Regions from separate parts of the Zea mays genome. Here region 2 is linked to region 1. The links are chromatin contacts, called in public Hi-C maps. All regions are on one chromosome and are shown on one strand. The core of a region is the stretch at or near the end of the contact, and the rest is flanking DNA. Distances in the headings are between cores, read along the strand shown.

Region 1 (6,783 bases), core at 1,806-4,305:
GTGTCAGCCATCCAGATGTATGGTCATGCCATGTCAGCCAGATCTACACAGCCGCTTCCGGAGGAGATGCATGATTACACAGCTAATCTTAAGTACATCACTGTTCAAACCTGTCGACACGTGATGGGCATGTCGGATCCCTCTCTGGATTAGTGCTGATAATTTGGCTCGCCCGGCCTAGGTCTATCGTGTTTCGGGCCAAACGACTCGAGCTAAAAAGACCTTAAAAAACTTTTAAACTGTATCGTGTGAGTCTAAAAAGTAGAAATAATGATCCAATCTGGCTAAAGCACGTCGTGACTTTGTTTTTGTTAGACCATATCAATCCAAGCCGGACCTATATATTTAAACCACATAAAATCTAAATATTACAACCACATAAATTCATAGCTTCCTAAATTAAAAATATTAAATAATACTAACATCATTTGACTATATAAAGTATAAATCATTTGACTATATAAAGTATAAATATTATAATAATATAAAGTAAAAAACTTACTAAATTAAAGAAATTGGATAACATGGACTTCATTGGGCGGTGCCGGCCTAAGCTTGACCCATGTATAGGGGCCATGCTATGTGCTCATGGTGGTTAAAAAAAAACCCGGCCCATACTCTGGATAAGCATCTACCACCATGCACAAAAAAACAATTTCGTAGCTGTGCAGAGTACCCGCACCATGTAATGCAGCACTTAACGCTTCGGATAGTTCAGCATATGACTACGTACATGGATATGGAGATGGTGTTCGGCCATTCAAATGGACACAGGGAAAACGGACCGTGTGGCATGCGTTGTCGCTGGACAGGAGCCTTTGCACCCCAAGCAAGCAAGCGCCAAGGAAGCAGGCAACAGTTGCCGATTGGTCAGTGCTGCATGCTTAACCTCAAGAACGAACGTCACCACCGAGTTCTACCTCGCATTCATTACTTCACTTTAACATCCCAGACGCCTTTGCCTGGATTGCAGTTGCCACCAAACGAAACAGAACAGCCCCCACACCCGTATTCAATGAAGGCGCCATTGAAAAAACAAGCAGCTAGGTAGTAGGCAAAAGCGAGGGAGCCCACGACCACGAAGAACACCAAGGGGGAGGCGGAGCGAGCAAGGCCGGCCCGTGCTGCGGCTTCTTTCTATCTGGAAAAAGAAAAAGGGGAAAGCGGCAAGGACAGCGCAGGCAGGACAAGAGAAAGAGAGAGAAAGAGAGAGAGAGAGAGAGAGAGAGAGAGAGGCGGTCGTCTGAGAGCAGCTAGGACGCAGAATTATGATCGCAGTACCAGGCAGCAGGCTCCCAGCCATTGATCGACCGACGGGAAGGAAACAAACGAATGGCGACGGCGAGAGGAAGAAGAAAACACGAGCGCTGCGCCAAAAACGCTTTAAACCTGCGGCGACAAATCTCTGCGGTGGATGGAACAGGGAGGAAGGGACGGTGAGAAGCCGTGAATCTCGCTGGCTGTGGCTGTGGCTGTGTCACGGGTAGCCGTCCGGGCGATCGGAGCCGTGCACGACGGGGGCACGGCTGATTCGCGCGAGCAGATCTGGGACTGGGAGCTCTGCTCTGCTCTGGTCGTCTTCTGGTGTCCGCTGCAAAGTGCACAAGAGCAGCAGAAGCAAAGAAGGCACAGTACATTGCATGCGGATGCGGAGCGAGCGATGCCATTGCAAAAGACGGAGGGAGGGAGGAGCTGTTTGAATGGACAGCCAAAAGCAAAATGTTTCTATACCAAAATAGGCAGCGGTTTTTGTACTGATTTTTACACGCACGGGGCACGGGCACGGCAGGGCCAGGGGCTCCATTGCTGCCGCTGCTGCTACCATAGCATACCAAATACCATCCACACGCACCTGACACTCCGGAAAAGCAGAGTCCCAAAACAATGCTAGAGAAGCCTAGCGATCAGCGTGGCGATTAACGACGACGGGGGAGGGGTTAACGGTCACGGTCGGTGGTCGGTTAGTGCTCTAGTCCGGTGGTCCCGGGTCGTCGTCGGCGGCGGCGGCTAGACCTTGTAGATGATGAGGAAGCAGGGGAGCACGGCGCGGCTGTCCAGGACCACCAGCTCGCCGTTGCCCATGTCCACGGAGTCATAGGCGGTCGCAGCGGATCCGTGGGCGTGGCGCGAGGACGGGTGGTTGGCGGGGCAGACGCGGCCGGCGATGACGCGGCACACCAGCATCGCCCGCCGGCCGGCGGTGGCGGTGGCGGCGGCGGCGCTGGCGTGCGCGGCGCCGCTGCAGGCGAACGTGCGCACTGCAGAGACCGACGCGCCGAGGCGGCAGGTAGCGACGCCCGCGCCGAACACCCCGCCGCCGGGCGCGCGGCACTGGAACCGCATCATCTCGTTGCCGTCGGCGCCGCACCGCGCCGCGGCGCCGCGCGCGCGGGCCGCCTGGCGCGCCTCTTCGAACCGCGCCACCGCGCGCGGCGCGCTGTGCACGCGGAACAGCGCCTCCACCGCCGGCGACGGCGACGGCGACGGGCGCCCCGCCGCGTCGGCCCACCCGGACGCGAAGATGAGCTCCACGACACGCCGCGAGGAGTGGCCCTCGGGCAGCTCCGCCATCGTGAGGAACGCCGAGCTCACGGGCGGGCCCGGCGCCGGCGACGGCATGAACGACAGCGGCGCCCCGGCGGCGGCGGCCGCGTCCTTCGTCGCCATGGGCTTGGGCTTCTTCTTGGGCCGTGGCCGCGGCTCTCGCGTTTCCTTCCGCCTCTCCCTCTCCCTCCCCAGCTTCTTCCGCCTGGCCTGATGATGGGCGTACGCCACGGCGTCCATCACGTCCGCCGCCGCCGCAGTGGCGCTGGCGCAGGAGAAGGGGAGCGGCTGCGGCGGCGGCTTCTTGGCCGGTGACGGCGCGATGGCGGCGTCCGTGACGGCGTAGGAGGACCTGCAGCTGAGCGAGCGCACCCACGCCGTCGCCATTGTCCTTGGCCGCGGCAGCTCCAGCTCCTGTGGTTGGCTTTGCGGGTGGGTGGTGGTGGACTGGTGGTGGGCGCAGACCGCTGGCTCGTCTGCGGGTGTTATTATGGCTGCGGTCTGCGGATTTATTCACAGGCCCTGCCGGTGGGGCGCCGTGTCGCTGACAAAACTGTTTACAGATTACAGTGCGCTTGCTGCACCGGCTTACTAGACTACCCCACACCTAATAACCGTCAGTGACAGCCTGATAGGTGGGCGCAGCCTTGTGGGTCCAGGATGTCAGTGACGTTACCCGGTAGTGGTGGCCTGGTGGGAGTTACTCTGGTTTTACACGGCGGGTTTGTGCTGGATTTGGATGTGAGTTGGTTAACCTTTTTGAATTGCGGCTCCATTTGGAATCATGATTTGTTAGGGTCCCATTTGGGGGGTGGAGAGGTTGAGATCAGGGGTGGGGGAGCCCTGCTCTGCCCTCCTCGTCCCCCACCACTTTCGCTGCTGAGTTTTGTCTCTCTTTCGTAGCCTTTCCTTTACCCCTTATATGACTTCTGCTCTTTTTTAGATGAGCTGTGGTGCAGCATCGACCAGTGAGTGCCTTCTCTCCCACCCCCCTCCTCTGCCACTGTGGCGTACGTCTCGTGCGGTTCGCTGTGGCACCCGCCGGTGAAACTTGTCGGCGTGTATTTGTGTGTACATGTATCTGGTTTCTAGGTGCCTACACAAAAGGGACGTCTCCTTTGCGTTTTTTTGGCACGACCCTTTTCGACCTTGTGGTGGAGGACCGACCGACCCTCTTCGAATTCAAACTGTTGTGGAGCGGCCGGGGCGCTCAAGCCGAGCGCATGCAACTCCCTGCACGAATTTATGTAATCTGCTGCTGCATCGAATCAGTTACTGTATTGAAAACGGCGAGCGAGCTATTTACTTGGTCGCTGTCGCTGCTGGTCTCCGTGTCATCAATCATTCTCGTCTCGTGCGTCGTCTCCTGATCGTCTGTGCTGTGCATGTGTTGTGATTCCACGACCACTGCGTGGCAGGCTGACCGAGACGAAACGGGGCACGTTTTAGGCATGGTTCCGACGCGGCAGAATGTCAGCAGCGCAACGGCAGCACAGGTGCGACTCTGCTGCAAGTGAACGAGAATGATTCGGCGCGCGCGGCTACTAGCCACGCGTGCGAAACGAACGCTGGCCGACTCAGAAACTAATCCCGCGAAAACCGTACGTCGCGTGTTGTGGATTTGTGGCTGGCCGGGAACATTCGCAGCCACCACGTACGTCCACGTGTAGCTAGCTGCTGCACCACTTCGCGTACAGTACGCGGCTAGCTGCGCGCAGTAGGTCAGGAAGACGACGACATCTGACGACAAGATGGCTTGGAAGCAACGACTAGCTAGCTAGCTGCCTAGTATGATCTCACTGCGTTCTGTTAATCGATTAGACAATTGCGATCGGTGTGGTGTTAGTTAGTTGATGCGGATCGGACGATTCCTCTCGAACTCGTTTTTTTTATTCACAATGCGCCAACCGCAGAGAGAGAGCGCATATATGAACTAGTGGTGGCTCGCGTAGTTGACAAATGTAGCTTCGGATGCATGTGTAACGTAACCACAGAGAGAGAGAGAGAGAGAGAGAGAGAGGAAAAAACAAAATTATATTATCTCTGAAGCTAGCTAACTAGCTAGCGTTTGTTGTGCGAACCCGATGCGCGAAAACGTCGAACACGTGCAGGGATGAGAATAATTCGTTGATTGACAAACAGATGGGACTTCCGATGCTAGCTAGTAACTGATTCTTGTCCGTGCTCTGTGCATGCTGTGTGCTTTCACGGCCTTTGAGGGATCCTCCATATCCATGGCAATGCAATGCCAATGCAAGCTTCTCAGTCCGGCTCCACGACCTGCATGCCGGCCGGCCGGGCGGGCCGACGACGGCGAGCCCATCATTTCGAGCCAGAGAGCCGCGAAACCTGACTCTGGGTACGTGAACGTGATGATGGCGTTCTGCTATACTCGTATCGATCCGCCACTGCAGCCTGCCTCCGTCCGCGTGCATAGTGCTGGGAATCTGGGCCGGGCTTTTCAGGCCAGCACGAGCACGGCCCGAAAATAAGAGCCCAAAGCACGGTCCGGCACGAAATAATATGGGCCGGGCTAGCACGGCCCGAAGGCGGGCTTGGGCCGGGCCTCAAATTCCGACCCGTCGGGCCCCCAGCACGGCACGCATAAATGGGCCGAGCTTGGGCCGGCACGGCCCAATTAAGCCCAATCTGTTTAATCTCTTTAATTTAGTAAGATATTGACTTTATATTGTTGTTATATTTAGAGTTTATGTGGTTAAATGATGCTATAATTGTTTAATATCTTTATTTTAGTAAGATATGCACTTTATATGGTTATAATGTTTTGATTTTATGTGGTCAAATATACGGGCCGGGCTTGGGCCGGCACGGCCCAACGAAGGCACGGCGTGGTTTAGGGCCGGGCTGGGCCACTGTTTTTATACTTCGGGCTGGCACGGCACGGCCCAAAAATTGTCTGGGCTTTCTTGGCCCGAACCCGTTTGGCACGAAACACGATGGGCTTGGGCCGGGCCGGCCCGGCACGGCCCAATTCCCAGCACTACGCGTGCATGCCGATCGAGCTAGAGAACCCCCGGCCCGGCCGATCATTCCCGAATCGGGCGGACCTAGCGGGTGGTCCATATGGTCCACGGCACACCCTAAGATCACATAAGTGTAGTTAGTATAGTGGTGTAAGTGCTATATTTTAAACTTGGTGGTCAAGGTTCGAGTCTCGTTGATCCTTATTTTTTGTTTGTTTTTTTTATTTTTTTCTTGGCACACCCTAAACATAGCAGCTGGGTCCGCCACTGGCGAATCCATGCGTCCATCTCCATCCACCTCGATCCGTCGCCCCCCAGAGACCCGATCATTGCGGCATCCAGGGCTCTCACGTCCGCGTCCAACACAACATATACATTTGGGTATACATTTGAGATGCGTTTGGTTGCGAGACAGCTAAGAACAATTAGGACGGAAACGTTATCTAATATTCTCTTTTGCCACTCCAATTTTGGAAACGTTATCTTAGGTCATGTTCGTTTGATCCCAAAACCATACGAATTGAGGGAGATTGGAAGGGATTAGAGAGGATTTTGACTTGCACGGGATTTAATCCCCCTCAATCCCTATAAATTAGCACAAAACGAATAGGGCCTTAGATTTATTTTCTCTTTTCTCCTTTTTCCCACCTACCTCTTTCTCTATGCTATGGTCCAGTTTGTAACATCCATCTCCCCCTAATTTGTACTTATATGCACTTATAAATGGGGAAAAATCGGTAGGGGGTTTTCGCCCCTCTGTTCTTTTAAAAAAAATAAACTAGGGGTGCTTGGCCTCTTGCCTTCCTTACCCGGAATATATGGGCATGCAATCGCCTGATGCAAAAGCAGAGCAGTGCACTGACCACCTACCCCGATTTACCAAGCCGGGGGAATAGATTGGTTAGGAGAGCTAGGGAGGAAAATATATACTATGCATGCATGCGTGAATGAACAAGTGTTGGATACAGTTGCACCCAACATCCAACTTCGGCCACAGGAGACGATGCCAGCCATTGCTAGCGTGCATGTTCGCCGCCGCTTGACACGCTACATGATGGTTCTACGCATACGCCTTTGCTTTTGCTTGGCATCCAAGAGAGTAAACTAGCAGCAGCGTCGTATATATATTGTACGTAATAATAGACCAGGGGTTCCATGCGTATATAGAGAGAGTAGTAGAAAACGGACGCTGTCACGCACTGTGCTTTGGTAGTTTCGGTGGGCGGCGCCAAACGCGAGGTGCAGATCGACAAGC
Region 2 (6,783 bases), core at 2,737-5,236, 270 kb after region 1:
TCCATTGAGAGAATCATTTCTTCAATATTGTGAACCTTGCTTGAATGTCATCTAGATATAACTGCTAAGATCAATCAAGCTCTAGTTTGATTCTCATATATTCATATATGGACTAATAGTAATATGGTCAAGCCAATTCACGATTCCTCATATCTTATTCACTTTGGATTGACCAGTCCTCTTAATCACTTCAACCTCTATTATGATCATATTTATGCATAGTGATTTCTCAGGACTTGTCCATATATTCAAACCAATATAGAGACCATATTATATCCATTTGCATTGTCTCACTGGTTATTTGACCTTGTGTTGAACCTTGTTCACTGATCATTATACACTATTCAAGTATGTTCATCATACTGAATTTCCTGTTCAACACTTAGCAAACTTGTTAGACCTTTAAATGTGTTGTTATCCAAATCACCAAAACTCACAAAAGGGATGAATGCACTTTCAATCTCCCCTTTTTTGGTGATTGATGACAACACATTTAAAGCTTACATAAGATTTGATAAATAAGATTTTGAATCCTATGATATAGTTTCCTCCCCCTAAATATGTGCATTTCAGAAAATACCAATTTTGTACTCAAATGCCAAAACCACATATTTGGGTCAAAGAGTGAAGACAACTTATATCAACCTATTCATAGGGTGCTTTGTGTCATAAATAAACGTGATGCTTATGACATATTATGCACTCATCAATTTCCTTCATCTTATGTTTTACTTATGATTCAACCCCCCTTTTGTCAATTATTTCTCCCCCTTTTCAAAAGTCTTCTTACACTTAGTTACATAAGACTAAAGGTAAGCTTTAATGCACAATTTCTCCCCCTTTGTCATAAATCTCCAAAAAAGATATAAAGAATATAAAGGATAGAAATTATGATTAAGCGAGATGTGTACACACTATCATGAAAATGATCCTTAGATGGCACAAAGGTAATGGATAAGTGTCATAAGTGATGTACCTTTGCATTTTACCTTTTCAAGGGGTTTCCAGACTTGTGTTGGATTTAGAATTCATTTGCAAGCTCTTGTTGGGATAATTGTGACATAGGTCCAAGATATCAAATGAAGATCGTCATACTAAATCGAAGGTGAATCTTGATACCTAGAGTCTAGATGTCATCTAGCATTTTCTTTGTTCTACGCCACATGGTCTCCATTATAATCATGAATTTCCATCTTAGCTTTTGATAGGCTTGACATTATTTTTGCACAAAGCAAGATGATTTTCATTCATGTCCATCAGTCTTCATTATGACATGTATTGAGTAAATTTAGCATGCCAAGGACAAACATATCCTCTTCAAAAAAATCAAGAGAAACCCATTCTTTTCAAAGAACTACACAAGTTCACTAAAAGAAAATGTTAGTATTTAAGGACACAGGATATAGAATGAGCTCCCCCTAAATGTGTGCATCAAGTACTCGAATTACTTGTAACATGCACTTGATTCAATTAAGATTCTTAGAGGGGTTCATCATACTGAATTTCCTGTTCAACACTTAGCAAACTTGTTAGACCTTTAAATGTGTTGTTATCCAAATCACCAAAACTCACAAAAGGATGAATGCACTTTCAGTTACGGACAGTCCGACCCTCGAGTTCGGACCGTCCACCCTGTGCCTGAACACCTCGAACGATGCACCAACACCTATGGAGGAAGACGATCTGGTGGGAGAGGACTTGGTGGACTACGGAGCTACGCCGGAAAATTCAGGTATGGACGTAAATGTTATTATGTTCTCAGCAGATTGTACAAATTTTAGCCACGGTGAACCTGTCGTTGCTCAATTCGATTTTGGTCCTAAAGAGGCCGCCTTCACTAAGCCAAAAGAATCAGTCAATCATTTAAAGCTGCTCTGTAAGTGAAATCAACCCTAAGTGAGGGTTTTGGTGATTTAATGACAAAACAAATAAGGGTACTAACAAGTTTGCTCCCAGTATATGCTTAGAATGTACAAGAACTAAAGGAAGTATCAAGGACAAAAGAAACACATATGCAATTCCCTTGAAAAGACTCCATGCGATGGACATATAAAATTTTATGTATATCTTGAGTCACAGGATGTAATTCTTCCTTAGTAGTTTTCCCATAGGTAATGATGTTTGTTATAAGCTCAAGCCCTCAAATTCAAAAGCTATTTTTGAAAACCAAAAATCTCTTGAACGCTATATGGCTGACCGTGATTAGGGTTGAGAAACTAAGAGTGTTCTTGTTGAAAAGCAGTTGAACTTCTTTAGCCGCAGTTGAGCTTTATTAGCTGAACTAAACCTTAGCTAGTTGAGCTTCTTCAGCAGCAATTGAGCTTTTTTAGCTGAGCTGAACTTCTTCAACTGCAGTTGAGCTTTTACAACTACAATTGAGCTTTCTCAACTCCAGCTGAACTTCAACTTCAACTGTAAACCTCTTTGACCATACACCAGTTGAACTTGCCTTAGGGCAGTTGAACTGGGGTTTTCTCTCCTGAACTTTCTGGTTAAGGCCAGTTGCAAACACTACAAGGCAAAGACTTGCCCAAGACGCTAAACTGGCGTTTTCTCAAGCAATATCATCCTAGTATGTGGCAAGATACCTAGAAAAACTGATGTGAACACATTGAGTTAGTTTTCAGCCTGTACCAGTGCTTTTGGTTCGCTCAGCTCCGCCAAAAGGCAGGGGCATAGGTTGGGCACCAAAATTGGCCTGGGGACGATCCGCGATGGTGGCGCGGACGGTCCGCGCGCGCAGAATCAGTTAGGATTCCAAGTTTCTTACGGGATTTGTTAGCTAAATCTGCGAGATTAACTCGAGAATCAGTTTGTAACGGGTCCAGACCCCCTGTATATATATGAAAGCTACAGCCGGTTGAAACACCAACAATCGATTAATCAATCAATATACATCTAGTTCTTTACATTTTGCCCTAGGAGTAGACAATAACTTAGATTTCTCTATCTAAATCTTCACCTCTCTCCGGCTCTACGTCGATTAGATGCGCCATCGGCAAACTTCGCCACCCCTGCGCCCGCGCGGACTGTCCGGCTCGTCAGGCAGGACCCTAGCCTCTGCGCCAGGTCGCAGACGTTCGGCCCCTGGCCACGGACCATCCGCATCTCCGCAGAGAGCACCGCCATCGGTTCTCATCGTACTGATTGGCGACCGGATCGGCGCTAATTTTAGGATTACTAGCTTCTTAAAAACTAAGAAGCTGAACTCTCCTAGTTAAAAGATAAAAACTGGTTTTTTAAAAACTGGGTTCTTTTAAATAAGACCTAAGCCTCGTTACATAAGAGCAACTCCAATAGTTATGTAAATTTTAGCTCTCTAAATCACAGATTTAAGAAGTTGCTAAATAGCTTTTGGAGTAAAAAAATGTGAGTTCTCCAATAGTTCTCTAAATATAGGTTGTAATTTTGTTTTGTATTTATCCACATAAAAAATAAGTCACAAAAACTATATAATGCAGTCAACATTTTTGTTTAGTGAGTTGTTAAATGGTTGCCAAATGTAGAGAGAAAATGGGGTTAGATGACAAGTTGTTAAATTTAGAAAGTTCATTTAGAGAACTATTGGAGAATAGTTTTCATGTTAACTAGCTAAATTATTGATTTAGAAAGTGTTTTAGAGAACCACTGGAGTTGCTCTAAGGAAAGAAACGTATCGTCCAGATCTTAAAACAGGAAATGGACACGATCGCAGGTTGGTTCGCCTTTGCTCAATTTGTCAGTAAATGGTCCGAGGACCCGGCGATTGAGAACAAATCGGAAGGAGGCTGACGGCAGGCAGAGTGGAGCCAGCCAGGAAGCGAGGCGTGCCCCACAAGCCGCTGCCCGAGTCCCCCACGCACACGTATATCCCCGCGAGAATATCCGCCACGTGGACGGCCCACGCTCGCCGACCAGCTTAAGCAATCACCACTTAACAGTTGAGTTAACCCTCTCCCCTCCATTCATCACCTCCTCTCCTCACACGGCTTCCTCGCACCGGCTCCGGTCCTCCTCCCATCACCATCACCACCGTCGTTCCTCTCACGAGTCCCGACACACGCAAACCGCACGAACCCTGGCTGGCGGCGGGATGACGCGGCGGTGCTCGCACTGCAGCCACAACGGGCACAACTCGCGGACGTGCCCCAACCGCGGGGTCAAGATCTTCGGGGTGCGCCTCACCGATGGCTCGGCCATCCGCAAGAGCGCAAGCATGGGGAACCTCTCCCTCCTCTCCGCGGGGTCAACCAGCGGCGGCGCGTCGCCCGCCGACGGGCCCGACCTCGCCGACGGCGGCGGGGGCTACGCCTCCGACGACTTCGTCCAGGGGTCGTCCTCCGCCAGCCGCGAGCGTAAGAAAGGTCAGTTACCGCCCGATCTCTGCCCCCTCCTCTCGAATCGATCATCCACCCGCTACCACTCGATGCAGAACCCTAGATAATAGATCCTTCCAGCTCTAACCAGCTCCAAGTTTTTCCATTCATTTCTCTCCTGCCTACTCGGCTTACTCTTTTTAGATGCACCTAGTGGCTAGTGCTCACTGATTAGGTACCTGTAAGGTTGGGAAACGGGTACTGCACCGGCTGAGAGAAAATCATTAATGGTAATACCACACTGTGCTGAGTACTACTATTGTATCGATATTGTACTAGTTGAGTTGATACATATGGTACTCGAATTCAGCCCCTGACTGGTGCAAGGACCACCTGCCCTATGTCGTTTGACTGGGTCATGGGGATAATTTAACAAACTCAGCTCTAGAAACTTTTAGAAAATGGGTTATGGATTGCTCCAAGCAGTGGTGTCAGTTGATTTTGATGAAATTTGTCACTGATTCGTTATGCTGAATGGCTGTAGAGGCATAGAGGGCTGCGTAATCAAAGGTACAGGGCTGCGTAATCAGGAAGGATATGCCGAGCAATTGAAACCGCTGCGCTAACTGCTGAAACGTTGTCTTATGTATGCCATACATGTGCTAATGGTCACGGTCTGGTGTAATGTGCTACTGCACTGGGATGTAATTACTATTACACAGTGCCATATTCCGGCTGCCCATACTTGATAAGGAAACAAGTTTTTTCATATGTTATGGGGAAAAATCAAATGCTTGATACATGAATACCAATGTTCTGCAAGTTTTATCTTTATTGTTAATTATTGCTGCTGATTCTTGTGAGATTTTTACACGAACAGTGATATCTAGTTCTTGGGTTACACTTGGTGGTGGGTGGTAGGTGTTTTAATGTAAGTCAAGTGGCAAGAAAAGGGCAAACACAGTGCCGGAGGCTCCCACATGAGTGGGGTCTGCGGAAGGGATAAACCGAGGCAATCCTGTAGGGTCTAAGAAAAGAGTAAAACTGAGTCAAACCTTCCCCCATAAATACAGAGAGGTTGTTTCAAACTCGGACTGGGTGACTCATGAGACAGCTCTCACCACTACACTAGGCCTGCCCTTCAATGTAAGTCAAGTGGCACCTTCTGCATATTATGCCCATCTCTGTTCTGATTTTGTGCTGTTTGGCTAGTCCTCTGTTTGTCGATGACACCCTACCTATATGATTTGTTTAACAGCAAGGTGGTGATGCTAACTTTTACCATAGTCTGTTAATATGCTGCTGTCCATTCCTTTCTGTTCACTGGTTTCTTGTTGCTTCACATATTGCTGCCTACCTGCATGGCTGCATTGCTGATTGAGGTTGCTCTTACAGGTGTTCCTTGGACTGAAGAAGAACACCGGAGGTTTTTGCTGGGATTACAAAAGCTTGGGAAAGGTGATTGGCGAGGGATTTCTCGTAATTTCGTGGTCTCAAGAACACCTACTCAAGTAGCAAGTCATGCTCAAAAATATTTTATACGTCAATCAAATATGAGCAGAAGGAAGAGAAGGTCTAGCCTTTTTGACATGGTGCCTGATGAGGTAACTTGCTTGATTTACCTTGATTGCTTGCTTTTGCCTTGTTTTGTACTCATACATGTGTTGTAACTACACTATTGCTTTTTTTGTAATAAATATCATATTACTTATACTTGTGCAACATTTTGGATCTAGTTCAGTCGCTTGTATGTGTTACTGACACTCATTGTTCGCTGTTTAAACATTGTGTAAATGGTAAAAGGCCAGCTGTGTCATTTAGGCCTTAAACGTTCCATCAAATGGTTGGACTGTTTAAACTGTACGGTCTAAATGGCTTAAACATGATTAAATGGGTTAAATTGCTGTTTAACTCACTGTTTATTCAACAGGCAGATTACAACTATCGCATTGGCACCATACTAATTAACATTGTAAGAGTGGAATTTAGTTCCTTTCCTCAATTTTTTTTGCTAGGATACATATTTTTTACATATGTAAATGTGTATACTTTCTGGTATATGTATGTTTGACTTTTGCATACATAAAATATGTATATTTTAGTGGTACTATACAAAAGCGTTTAGATCGTTTAACTCAGTTTAAACACCGTCTAAACAGTGAACACTGGGTGACCAACTGTTTACTGTTTAGCATTTAGATAACACTGGTGACGGTTATGCGCAGTGTCCTATCCTTGATCTCATTAGGTAGTTCTTACGGCCTGTTTGGTAGAGCTTTATTTGTTGATTCTTAATTCTAGCAATTTTGATGGGGAAGTAGGTCAGAAGTGATTTAGAGTGATTCTGGTGGGGATTAAATGAAGTGGTGGAGAGGAATTTTCTGTAGCCATTTGGCTGTCCAGGAGTGATTCTCACAAGAATCTGGAGCTGGGAGCAATTACTAGTGCTTTGCATATAATTTGAACTGAGCTGTGCTCTGTTTGTTTT

What was found. Hi-C and Micro-C count contacts between places; a contact is called where the count stands out from the background.
Region 2: a contact with region 1 is called in a Hi-C map of leaf, with 8 times the contacts expected there. The contact joins the promoter of LOC100383177 here to the promoter of LOC103637635 in region 1. A contact is called at or near these places in 6 of 25 Hi-C or Micro-C datasets (bundle sheath, ear, endosperm and 2 more).

Annotation. Positions count from the first base shown.
Region 1 is chr1:90,309,239-90,316,021 of Zm-B73-REFERENCE-NAM-5.0, forward strand. LOC103637635 (zinc finger (C2H2 type) family protein) reads right to left here and starts at 3,056. Exons shown (of 1, transcript XM_023301293.2): 1 at 1,689-3,056. The coding sequence starts at 2,931. The coding sequence ends at 2,008.
Region 2 is chr1:90,576,015-90,582,797 of Zm-B73-REFERENCE-NAM-5.0, forward strand. It overlaps LOC100383177, which reads left to right and starts at 3,987. Exons shown (of 3, transcript NM_001175842.1): 1 at 3,987-4,343; 2 at 5,691-5,899. The coding sequence starts at 4,073.